Regions from separate parts of the Mus musculus genome. Here region 1 is linked to region 2. Evidence: chromatin contacts called from public HiChIP or PLAC-seq data. All regions are on one chromosome and are shown on one strand. The core of a region is the stretch at or near the end of the contact, and the rest is flanking DNA. Distances in the headings are between cores, read along the strand shown. Region 1 has its middle 14 kb from the start of Gm34514. Region 2 holds the start of Manbal (mannosidase, beta A, lysosomal-like).

Region 1 (5,706 bases), core at 49-2,548, 800 kb before region 2:
GGTGACTCAGTTTCTGAATCATTTTCTCATTCCACACAGCCCGTCTGGTCAGAAAGTTGGACCATCTCCAATGGCAGAGTTATAGGAAAAGGGTTCTGAGCGTGGCTCTAATTCCTGCAAGCATAGCAAAACCAATGTGTGGGGGATGGAGGGATGAGGCTCCTACAGGCTTAGTAGTGTGCCACTGGCTTCCCCATAGGCTTAGCATCCAGTTCTAGTGTGCCACTGGCGTCCCCATATCACTGGGTAGATGGTGGATTCTTGTGATTCGTCCCCTCTTCCAAATAAGGGATGTGGTCACATGAGGCTTGGTGCAGACATGAGGCATCTCTGAGCTAGGGGTGCACTTTCTAATTGTGACATCAGCTGGGAACTGCGTATCTCTGTTCTCCGGGGGCCCTTGCTGACTCTCTGCAGGTGACATGTGCCATGTGTCTTCCTGCATGCTCTCTTTTTTCAGCTACAGTTATTTCTCCTCCTCTGGCCACATGCAGATGAGCACAGGCTATTATGCCCTGCCCTGATAGCAGGCATTATTTTCCTTTCCAGCTGAAACCCTTCTTTTCATCTTCCTGATTCCTGGGTCTAAGGGTCGCTGGGCTGCTCACCTCCTTGGAATCTGAATTTACTCATTATGTGTGACCCCGAGTCTGATATTTTCTTATCCCTTCCTGGGTGGTTGTTCCCAAGATTATATTGAAACACATTATCTTATTATAAGTAACTTCCTTTCTATTCCTTCTTTATATGATTGGTGTGTGTGCGTGTGTGTTTTATTACCCATGAGTTCCATTTCAAAAGTAAGATCAAGCACTTAATATAAATAAAAAGGCTTGGGTAATTACACTTGTGGGTTCAGGCTTGGGAGCTGAAAGCAGGAAGATCAAGAGTTCCAAGTCATCCTAGCTACATAGCAAATTTGAGGCCATCCTTGGCTACATGAGACACTGTAGTTCATTCAAAACCAAATGAAACCAAAAGTAAAGCTTCAACTAGAAACTGTTCACATATGCAAGAACATTTGTGTTCTAACCACTCCTAACAGCCCCAAGTGGGAAAAGTGTCACACCCGTCAGAGCTGAAGGGATTCGCGCCCTGAGGTGAGACAACCCAAGAACTCTGTGTACCACAGAAGAGGAGCCAGGCATGACTGTCCACAGAGACACAGAGAGAAGCATCACACTCAAACATGGGAGCGAGTGGAAGATCCAGGAAGGAAGCTAGATCCACCTACACAGAGCTCTAGAGGAGGCTGGTTAATTCTGCACTGCCAGACAGCAGGGAGGTGCCTGCAGGCCTTTGTGGTCAGTGACCCAGTGAAAGCGAAAGGGGACTTACAGGAAGATGTGTGGCGCCCCACTTCCTGATCTGGTTTGTCAGTGTGTGAAAACTCACCAGGCTGTTCACTTGTGAGCACTTCCTTGTGTGTATGCCAGTACTAAAGCTTTTCAGCGAAGTACAAAACAGAACCGTATGTGTGTGTGATGATAAATGATAGACAGACGAATAGATACATAGATCAATTTACAGATAGACTATTGATACAGGCTTGATCCTCAGGGTAGACCAACAGGCTAGAGTCAGGAAGGAGATGATATAGCTATTTGAATCAGAAGTCAGTCTATGGGCAAGGACCTCCCTCTGGAGTAACTGAATGGAGGCTCGTTGGCTATAGTTTCCTGACTTAAATGTTGGATGTTGGGGTTGGGGAGATGGCTCAGTGGGTAAGAGCACCCGACTGCTCTTCCGAAGGTCAGGAGTTCAAATCCCAGCAACCACATGGTAGCTCATAACCATACGTAATGAGATCTGACTCTCTCTTCTGGAGTGTCTGAGGACAGCTACAGTGTACTTACATATAATAAATAAATAAATAAATAAATAAATAAATATCTTTTAAAAATGTTAGATGTTTGTTTGTCTTGTCTGAAACAATAACAACAACAAAACAGAAGACGTCTATAGAAACAGTTAGGATCTTACCCAATCAAATAACAGTGTAGCATGACCTAGTTAACTGGACACTTCAAATGAACAAGCATAATGTTACTCTTTAACAAAACAGTCATTAAGGGGTGGGGAGCTTCCTACTAACAAGTTTGTGAATAGCTAACATGAACAATGCTCCCAAGAGGCCTTGTTATAGTTATGGTTGCTGCAGAGCCATGCCCACCCTGTGAGCAGAACCGCAAGAACTAGGTCAAAGGAGAGAACGTGCCCATGAGCCCCTGTCCTCTGCTTGCCAGGGTAACCTGGAGAAATTTGGCTACTTTTGCTATCAGACTTGGGAATCCCAGCCTATGGCCCAAGCCAGGTTCAACCACCCGTGTTCAGCAAGCTAATTAAAGGAGCCAAACCGTGGGCTGGAGTGATGGCTCAGTAGTTAAGAGCTCTTGTTTTTGAGTTTGATTCTCAGCATCCACAGGCCAGCTTACTGCCATCTGTAACTCCAGCCCCAAGGGATCTGACATGCTCTTCTGATCTCCGAGGACACTGTGCATGTCAAACATACATACAGACAAAACACTCAACATATGTAAAATAATATATAAATCTAAAAGGTTTTAAAAGAAGCAGGAAAGAGAGGTTTACTCGGTGTGTCCACACTGAGAAGAGATCTGGGAAACGCTCCCCCCCCCCCCCAGAGACTTTTACTTTGGTGGTCCTAAAGTGGAGGTGAACGTTATGAACAGAAAACCAATGATATGTACATAGAAAACGATCCTAGCTAGTCAGGGTGTGGTCCTGCTGGTCTCTGACTGTGTCTGGGATTCAGTCTCATCCTGCAAGGAAGTCTGACAAGTTGGTAGAACATCGTGGATTCTCTTTCAGAGACAAGTTCCCCTCAGGCTTGTCCCAAAGGAGAGTCCTGGGGGAAAATCCCATTTCTTTGGGATCGACTGCTTTAATAATCTGTCCCTTTAGAGTGTCTTCTTAGAATATCTTGATTTCTTCCAGCCCTGGGACATTTCTGAAAGGTACATCTTCACAATGACCTGGGCAAGAATGAAGGAGCATCCTTGGGATTCCAGCATTGGCGAGGCTAAAGCAGGAAGGTTGCTAGCTCAAGTCCAGCCTGGGCTACACACTCAGTCTCGACGAGCAAAACACAAACAAAGATACCAAAAATATCTCTTTTTGCAGATGCTGTCAGCTTATACAGGGAAGCGGGAAGAGATCCGCAGGACATTATTAGAACTAATGAGCCACTTGGGTAAGGTTGAGGGACACAAGATCAATGTACAAAATCAATGGTATTTCTACACCCTGGCGGTGAACGGTCTGAAATGAAATTAAGAAAGCAATTTTTAGTTCCGGCAGCAGCCAGAAGAATAAAATACTCAGGAACAAATTTAATGAAAGTCCATGGCTTGTATAATAAAAACCATAGAGCATCGCTGAGAACAGAGAGAGCCCGGGATAGGGAGAGGAGGTCAAAAGTCAGACCAGCAGGTGCTCACCGGCAAGATGGTGGCACTCCCCACAGCCATCTAAAGTCAATACAAGCTCTGTTGATCAAGGGGCATCACGGGAGGGGGGCATTAGAACAAAGCATAAAGGCGCATGTGCAGAAGTGCTGTGTTGAGACCCATTACTCTGAGCAGTAACCTAAGAATTAAGACAGAGAAGTCTGTGATGTGTCTACCGTGCAAGCATGACATCCTGAATTCAACCCCTGAGAGCAATATGGGGGCAAGGAAGAACTCACTCTTGAAGGTTTTCCTTTGATCTCCACATTACTGCCATGGCACATGGATGCATGAATGTCTTACCTCTCTACACACTGTCTAGCTAAATAAATAGCAAGATGAATTACATATATATATATATGATAAATATAATATATGTTTATATTTAAGTCTAGGCACAGTGGCTTGTATGTTTAATCCCAGCACTGGGAAGGAGACAGGTAGATCCCTGGGGTTACCCTAGGCTAATCAGCAAGTTCCAAGTCAGTCAACAAAATTTTCTGAAAAACAAAATGGATGGGTCCTGATGAACGACACCCATGGTTGATCTCTGGCCTCTATACAGAAGACCTCATAATGGAAAGAAAAAACTGACTTCAGTAAGTTGTCTTCTCTATGTGTGGCACCCCTCATGTGCACACGCACACGTGGGCACACACACAAACACACACACACATGTGCAGATATACATACAAACATATAAATAAAGGAGATAAAAATATGTGTGTTTATTTTTTTAGTAAACTGTATTCTTTGAAAACATTGGAATTAACAAATTCACACACCTAAATTAGTCAGAACCAAAGGCTATACATCTCAATGGAAAATAAAATTTAAGGAATGATATTCTAACGTGTGTCTCATATCCCTAGACTCTGAACACATTGTGCTAAGAGACCGATACAAAGAGAACATGGTGCTTAATTCCGTTTATATGAAATGTCCAGAATAGACAAACCTAGAGGAATAGGAAGCTGATCCCTTGTTGCCTGTGATGCTGGAAGGGGGATGGGGGTGACACCGACGGTAGGAAGTGTTTGGGGATGGTTTTAGATTCCTGAAGCACACACAGCCTCACTCTGTAGCCCAGCATCAACATCAGCCTCCTGTGCGTCCCAAGGCTGGGATAACGGATGGATGGACGCTGCCACGGCTTGCTGAAGCCTCCTCTGGAAGTAAGGCAACAAATATCCTAACACTGATCCTAGTGATGAATCTGTCACCCTCTGGGCTTTGTGGTGGAACACATTTAATGCCAGAGCCTCGAATCTCACAAAACAGCTGAGGGAATGAGGAAGGCTGGCCTAGTCCACGCAGGCAGAAACTCATTCTGAAGAGAGGCGTGCTGACAGGCTCCAGGATAATTTGTTACTCAGGGTTCACACCCAGAGCCCAGAAAACCACATTTAAACTGAAAGTAATTTAATACAGGAAACTGAGTTCTTGCGAAATCATCGAAAGACCTGGAGAAGTGGGCCTGAGCCTTTAGGATTGACTTTCAGGTGTCACACCAAGCTGGCCTGTCTAGAGAAGCCATCACCCATCCCTGTTGGCAACCCAGAAGCTTAGGAGTCATGTTCGGGAATGTGTGTACCTTAGTTTTAATCTGTGGGTTGCAGATACTGCTGGTACCCCAAACCATTTTTCAGCCCAGGAGTGGCTGACAGGCACTGAGACTCAGCTATAAAAAGGTGAAGTTTGAGGAGGTCACCTCCATCTTCCTTTGTCTTTAAATGTCACACAAGCACTCACCTGCTTGTTTCCTGAGACAGGGTCTTAGTATGAGCTCTGACTGGACTCACACTTGGGGCAATCACCCTGATTCTGCATCCTGATTGCTGGGATTTATATGACCATCCTAGACTCTGTGTGTGTGTGTGTGTGTGTGTGTGTGTGTGTGTGTGTGTCTGTCTGTCTGTCTGTCTGTCTGTCTCTGTCTCTGCATGTCTGTTTGTCTATCTCTGTCTCTGTCTGTCTCTCTCTCTAGGTTCCCACAAATGCATCTTAATAGGCACAACCTCATTGATCTCCCACCCCTAGGTGCAAAGGAGTCTGGGAAATACCATCTTTCTCCTTCCAGACTCTGCATACCAGAAAGCACACAGTAGGAGGTTGAAACGGACATTGAATAGTCGCCCTACTGTTTGAGCCCACAGCGACAGGGATGCCTCTATTTGCAGTAATGAAAACAGAGGGGAACAGCTTGAATGTATGGTAAAAGGGGATGGATAAAACT
Region 2 (6,250 bases), core at 2,445-4,944:
TAAAAAGAGGCAGAGCCGGGTGGTGGTGGCGCACGCCTGTAATCCTAGCACTTGGGAGACAGAGGCAGGTGGATTTCTGAGTTCGAGGCCAGCCTGGTCTACAAAGTGAGTTCCAGGACAGCCAGGACTGCACAGAGAAACCCTGTCTCAAAAAAACAAAAAAACAAAAACAACAACAACAAAAAAGAGGCAGAGTGCTGGAGAGATGGATAGCTCGGTGGTTAAGACAGCTCTTCCAAAGGACCTGGTTCAAGTCCCAGCAACCACATGGCAGCTCAACCTGTCTGTAACTCCAGTTCCCAGGCTTCTGACGCCCTCACACAGACAGCCATATAGGCAAGACACCAGTGAAAATAAAATTAAAATAAATTATACACACACATAGAGTTGGTAGTTGGTGGACTGAAATTGCTGTGCAGACATCTTGCAAAATATGACTACTGGTCCATTTACTGTCACTTAAAGTGTGAGATGCAGGGGCTGGCAAGATAGCTTAGCAGTTAAGAGCACGGACTGCTCTATTAGAGGTCCTGAGCTCATTCCCAGTACCCACATGGTGGCTCACAATCATCTGTACCATGATCCAATGCCCTCTTCAGGTGTGTCTGAAGACAGCTACAGTGTACTCACATACATAAATATTAAAACAAAACAAACCAAAAAACCCTATGAGATGCCACAGAGTTGTTCTGCCTTACCCAGTGGATGCCAGATGCTATGCCCAGTACTGAACCCTAATATATCGATTTCCTCTCTCCACACATACCTGTGATAAAGGATACAGTCTAGGTCCCTGGAATCAAACTCATCCGGTTGTGCTGAGTGGAAGCCATAGTGCCTGCCTGATGAACTGACGTGTGGAATTTGTGATGCATCAATAGGCTGCCTTGGACCTTCTGACAATACATGACAGGGGTGTGTGTGAGGGGCATTCAAGCCACAGTTATGTTGGGGGCGGCTGGGTGTCAGGGGCAGAGGGGAATAGTGGTTTGGGGAATCTGTAACAGCTAAGGACTTAAAAAAAAAAGTTCCTGAGCCGGACGTGGTAGTGCACGCCTTTAATCCCAGCACTTGGGAGGCAGAGGCAGGAAAATTTCTGAGTTTGAGCCCAGCCTGGTCTACAGAGTGAGTCCCAGGACAGCCAGGGCTACACAGAGAAACCCTGTCTCGAAAAACCAAAAAAACAAAACAAACAAACAAACAAACAAAAAAACAAAAAAAAGTTCCTGTACCCACCCACCAACACTAGAAAAGGAGATATTCTGTTTGTTTGTGACAGAGTCTCACTATGAAACAAGACATGTAGACCTCTAAGGCCTTGGACTCCCAGAGTTCCCTCTGCCTCTGCTTCCCTAGTGCTAGAATCAAAGACTCCTGGGGAAAGAGAAAGGATGAAGCCCTTATGCAAGTCACTTTCTATGCAAGTGTAGAAAGATTTCATACAGTTTTTACAAAGTATCAGACCACCTTGCTGGGCAGACTGGAAGGAGGACCAGTGTGGATCAATGACAGGCAGGACCTCATCCTGCCAGACCTGCTTAGCTATGCATACCTCCACCTCTATTCAAGCCTAAACTCCATGACAGAATCTTGGGGAGGGACTTGGAAGCCAGAGGATCCTATTATTTGTTCCTTTTTCCAATGCGGGCACACCGAATACATCTCTTTTCTGATCTTCACTGCTAGTTATCTCATTAACTAAAATATTAGCAATCAGTAGCCAAATCTAGCTCGTTGGCACTGTCAGAGCCAAGTCTTTTACCCTAAAAACTTCAGTTAATAAAACCTTTCAAGAAGACGCTGCAGTTGCTTGGGACAGAATACAGTTTCTATCCCAACACTAGGGAGACAGACAGATCTCTTTGAGTTCTAAACCAGTCTGGTCTGTATGCTGAATTCCAGGCCAGCCAAAACTGAAACCCTGTCTAAAAATAAAGAAATATTTTAATGGCATATTAATCTGAAGTTATTAATTCTATCAATAATGATTGCAGGGAATATGGTCCTTAAGGGATCACATGGGTGGCTTTAATGCTCTGTTCCATCCCAGTATCATAGTTAATAATGGTGTCCTTTGGGGCACATAGAATTTGAAACACACTGGCAACATTTGATGACGTCCACACTGCTGGCGCTGCATCATCACATGCCTTCCAATTCCCCACTTGCTGGCACTTCAAAACTGCCTTCATGTGTTCTTCTGCTGGGACTATAGCAGAGACCTCCACACTGGCAGTGACGTCCGCTATGGAGATTTTGGTTTCAGAACGAATCCATCCCTAACCTGTGTGACCATCCCTTATTCCCAGGAAGTGGCTTTGTGCTCTTGTTTCAGGGGAGGCCTGGCTGAAGCCTTCACATAGCGTAAGGCAGTCTTTGTCCGTTTCTACTCACAAATTCGATGCCATCTCTATCCTAACTAAGTAAACATTTACTACACACTATGGCTGTAACCTTGGCAATGTGAGGTTCAAAAACAAAACTACCACTTATTGATGTTTCAGCAAAGTTCCCATGGAGCCCTCAAATTTGCTATGCAGCCCAGAACAGTATAGGCATGCTCTGCCCCACCCCCAGACTTAGGATGCAAGGGATAAAAACCAAGGCTTTTACACGCTGGGTAAGCCCTCTTCCAACTCAGCCATATCACCAGCTCTGATTTTTAATTTTGATTTTTTTTTTTTCGAGACAGGGTTTCTCTGTGTAGCTTTGGTTGACTTGGAACTTATTCTGTAGACCAGGCTAGCCTCCAACCCACAGAGCTCCTCCAGGATGGCCAGGGCTGCACAGAGAAACCCTGTCTTGGAAAAACAACAAAAATTTTGTTCTCACCAAATAGCTTAGCAACTTTAGCCTAAGAATCTTCCTTTAAAAAAAAAAAAAAGGCTGTTTAAAATAGCACCTTTTTCAGCAAACCCCAAAGGCTATCATTACTACTCTTGTGCTGATATGAGGGTTACACAGGCAGCTGTCCTACGTGACTAATGAGGGGGTAGCGTATACAGAGGGATACGCCAAGCAAGACGATGACCTACGTGTAAAGCAGGAAGAGGTAAAACTTCATCGTGCTACTATCTTAGGGCCGGGAAGAACAGTTCTGGGGTCTGAACATGGGACTCAAGCACGCTGGGTGAGTCTCCACTACTGAGCTACTCAAAACACACAAATTCAAAGCCATGCGCGGTTTGTTTCTGGAGTCTTCCACTTTCTATTTCCAGGTGTCAGGTCACTGGAACCGCAGACACCGGGGAGGCTATCGCATTCCCCATCCCTTTCTCTGGCAGTTTTCTCTCAAGCACACACTGCAACTAAGCACTGATACGCTCCCGGCCTTCGCATCCTCCGCACAGGCCCAAGGGAGCCTTCTGCGGGGAAGGAAAGTGACCGGGAGAGGAAGATCGAGATGCCCGAGGTAACACAGCCATCCAGGGCACACCCGACAAGCCAAGCCCCGGCTGGTCCCGGCGCAGGGCAGGCTGGGCCCTGGCCCTGCACAACCCTCGCGAGGGCCCCAGTCTCCTCGGAACGCAGACTGCCTTTACAGATAACTGCCCTCCGCAACCCCGGAAGCCGCTGTAACCCGCAACGCCGCCCCGATCCCGCCCGCCGGGAAGCCTCGGCCGGGTTATCCGAGCCTCAATACTTACCTCCCGGAACGCCGCGCCGCCGCACCGGAAGTGATCCCTCGTGACCCGGAAGCGATGTGCTGGGAGCAGCAGCAGATTCCGCTCAGCGGGTTTTACCAGGTCCACCGCTTCCTCGCCGTCTTCCTCCTGCTCTCCCCTAATTAGACACCGAAGGTTGAAGCTTTAATGAATTTTTTATTTGATTTGAGACAGGGTCTCAACAGTGTAGCTCTGACTGGCCTCGAACTGGGGGCAATTCTCCTGATTACAGCCGGTCTCCCCCCAGTTTAGAACTCAGTTCTAAGTCTGAGCCAGAAATCTACAATATAAGGGGTAGGACAAACATTACCATGCTATAATTCAGACAAAAACAAATCACCATAATAAATTAAAAAGAGACCAGTGAACATCTCTGCTTCCATGGAGTTTATAGTCAGTAAGTCACATAATAGATAGGGAATCCTTAATGCGATAAATGTTTGGAAGGCAAAAATCAGCATTGAAATAAGTGCGGCAGACCAGTTAGGAATGGAGTTTAATGGGCAGTGATGTGATTGGTGCCTGATAGTCAAGCCTTCACAGTCTCCCACGCTGACCAATGTGACCCATAGAATTTTGGGGAAATACTGAGCTTGAGTTCCGAGATTAAGACAGAAAAACATTGTGACTTCCTCTTTCCTCGCTCTTGATCATTCCTGGGAAGTCCCGCAGAGTGAGATTCACGTGGGCAGTTATCAAGCCTCCAGCCAACGAACTCAGCTTGGCAGCCAGATAAACTATCTCTAGGTCAGCTGATGTGGCCCTGACCCCTAAATCCTTTAATTATGTGTGCCACGGGTGGGTATTGGTGTGGGTACGGGTGTGGCATATGCACTCACATGCATGTACCTATGGCTGCTGAGGCCAGAGTATATCACGTGTCTTGCTCTATTATAGTCCACCTTATTCCCTTGAGATAGGGAAAGCCGCAGGGATCCCGTATCCATCCTCTCCTCTCCTCTGCCTTGGACTGGCGTTAAAGATGTATGAGTGACCATGCCTGGCTTTTTACTTTGGGTCTTTGAGACCTTCATGTTTAGTCAATAAGCACTCTCACTCACTGAGCCATGCCCAGCCTCAAAATCAATTGTGTAGATGGATTTTGGGTTGTTTGGTTTTTTGTTTTTGTTTTTTCCTTTTTCTTTTCTACTTCTGAGGCAGAATCCTCAAGCGTGCTGCTCCAAACTCCTGCTGCTGTGAGGTCCTCCCAATGGTAGACATAGACGGTCATCGACAACCCAAGCCAAAACAAACTTGCAAAGTTTCTTCTATCGGAGCCTAACAGCAACAAACGAGTAACTAGGGACTGGAGAGAGGCTCAGTGGTTAAGTGTGTCTGCTGCTCTTCCAAAAGAACCTGGGCTTGGTTCCTAGCACCCACATAATGGCACAAAATCCTTTATAACACCAATGTCAGGAAACCAGAAGCTTTCTTCTGGTCTCTGTGTACCAAGCACACATGTGATACAAATACATACATGCAGACAAAACATTATATATATTATATATGTTATGTTATATTATATATACATACACACACACACACACACACACACACACACACACACATATATATGGTCTGGAGAGAACAAATATTTAATACAGGACTTGCCCTAAAAGTGCCCAATATGTATGGATAGATAAAGACAGTCATTTTTGCTTGAGCGTTTTTTATTTTTGAGACAGGGTCTCACAGTGTCATCCTAGCTGGCCTGGAACTCTCTATATAGATATATAGACCAGGTTAGCTTTGAACTCACAGAGATACGTCTACCTCTGTCTCCCTAATGCTGAGATTAAAGGTGTGAGCAACCACACCCAGAAAAAAAAAAGATGTTTTATGAATTCTTTACCCTCTATTCAAAGATATATCAGAACTTAACCTCTACTGTTCCAGAATGTGATTCTATTTGGAGGCAGGATTTTTGTGGGGGAAGGGGTTGCAGTGAACCTTATGGACGGTGTTCAAGAGAATAGGGCTCCCTAAGCCCCTCCCCTTCTTCCACGGGTCTAGGATAGAAACTGTGATGGGTCTTAGTGCTGGGGCTGAGTTGGGACAGGGACTCCTCAGCAGCCTAGGGCCTCTCCCTCTCCTGTGCTTCCTGGGGTTGGTGATCCGGGCCTTTTTACTCTTTGGAGGCCATATAGACCATGAGGTCTGCCACCTTTTGCTGTATTCATTGTCGTGATAGGAAATGAGCTTTACTAAGTTACGGAGTGAGGATTTTCATAAAAGTAAATCAGCTGGACATGGTGGCTCACACCTGAAATCTCTGCACTTGGGAGGCAAAGACCAACAGATTTCTGTGAGTTCGAGGTCAGCAAGGTTTTACAAAGTAAGTTCCAGGACAGCCAGGACACACAGAGAAACCTTGTCAAAAGACACAGAGACAGAGAGAGAGAGAGAGAGAGAGAGAGAGAGATGGATATGGAGGTGCACACTTAATCCCAACACTGGAGGGGCAAAGGCAGAAGGAACTCCAAGTTCCAAGCCAGCCTGGTCTACGTAGCAAGAGCCAGGACTAAATAAAGCAATCCAGTCTCAAACAAACAAAAGAGGGCCAAGGAGATGGTGTATTTAGTCAA

What was found. HiChIP or PLAC-seq counts read pairs in DNA pulled down with a chosen protein or histone mark.
Region 1: an HNF4G HiChIP or PLAC-seq map of pancreatic cancer cells shows a contact between it and region 2. The contact joins the enhancer-like site here to the promoter of Manbal in region 2. A contact is called at or near these places in 3 of 39 promoter capture datasets (the C10 cell line, the HPC-7 cell line and HPC-7-derived erythroid cells) and 7 of 115 datasets of contacts at active chromatin or transcription factors (embryonic hindbrain, embryonic stem cells, pancreatic cancer cells and 1 more).

What each region holds. Positions count from the first base shown.
Region 1 is chr2:158,162,408-158,168,113 of GRCm38.p6, reverse strand. No RefSeq gene overlaps it. Among named protein-coding and RNA genes, the nearest start is that of Gm34514, 14 kb to the left of the region's middle. Within about 2 kb of position 1,298, at least 152 of the 459 cell types and tissues checked have an H3K27ac peak or open chromatin away from gene starts, as enhancers often do. A contact at or near this core is called in the HPC-7 cell line and pancreatic cancer cells, where this site is marked.
Region 2 is chr2:157,365,038-157,371,287 of GRCm38.p6, reverse strand. Manbal (mannosidase, beta A, lysosomal-like) reads right to left here and starts at 3,694. Exons shown (of 3, transcript NM_026968.3): 1 at 3,648-3,694. It overlaps Gm39974 (a long non-coding RNA gene), which reads left to right and starts at 6,107. Exons shown (of 3, transcript XR_866905.1): 1 at 6,107-6,250.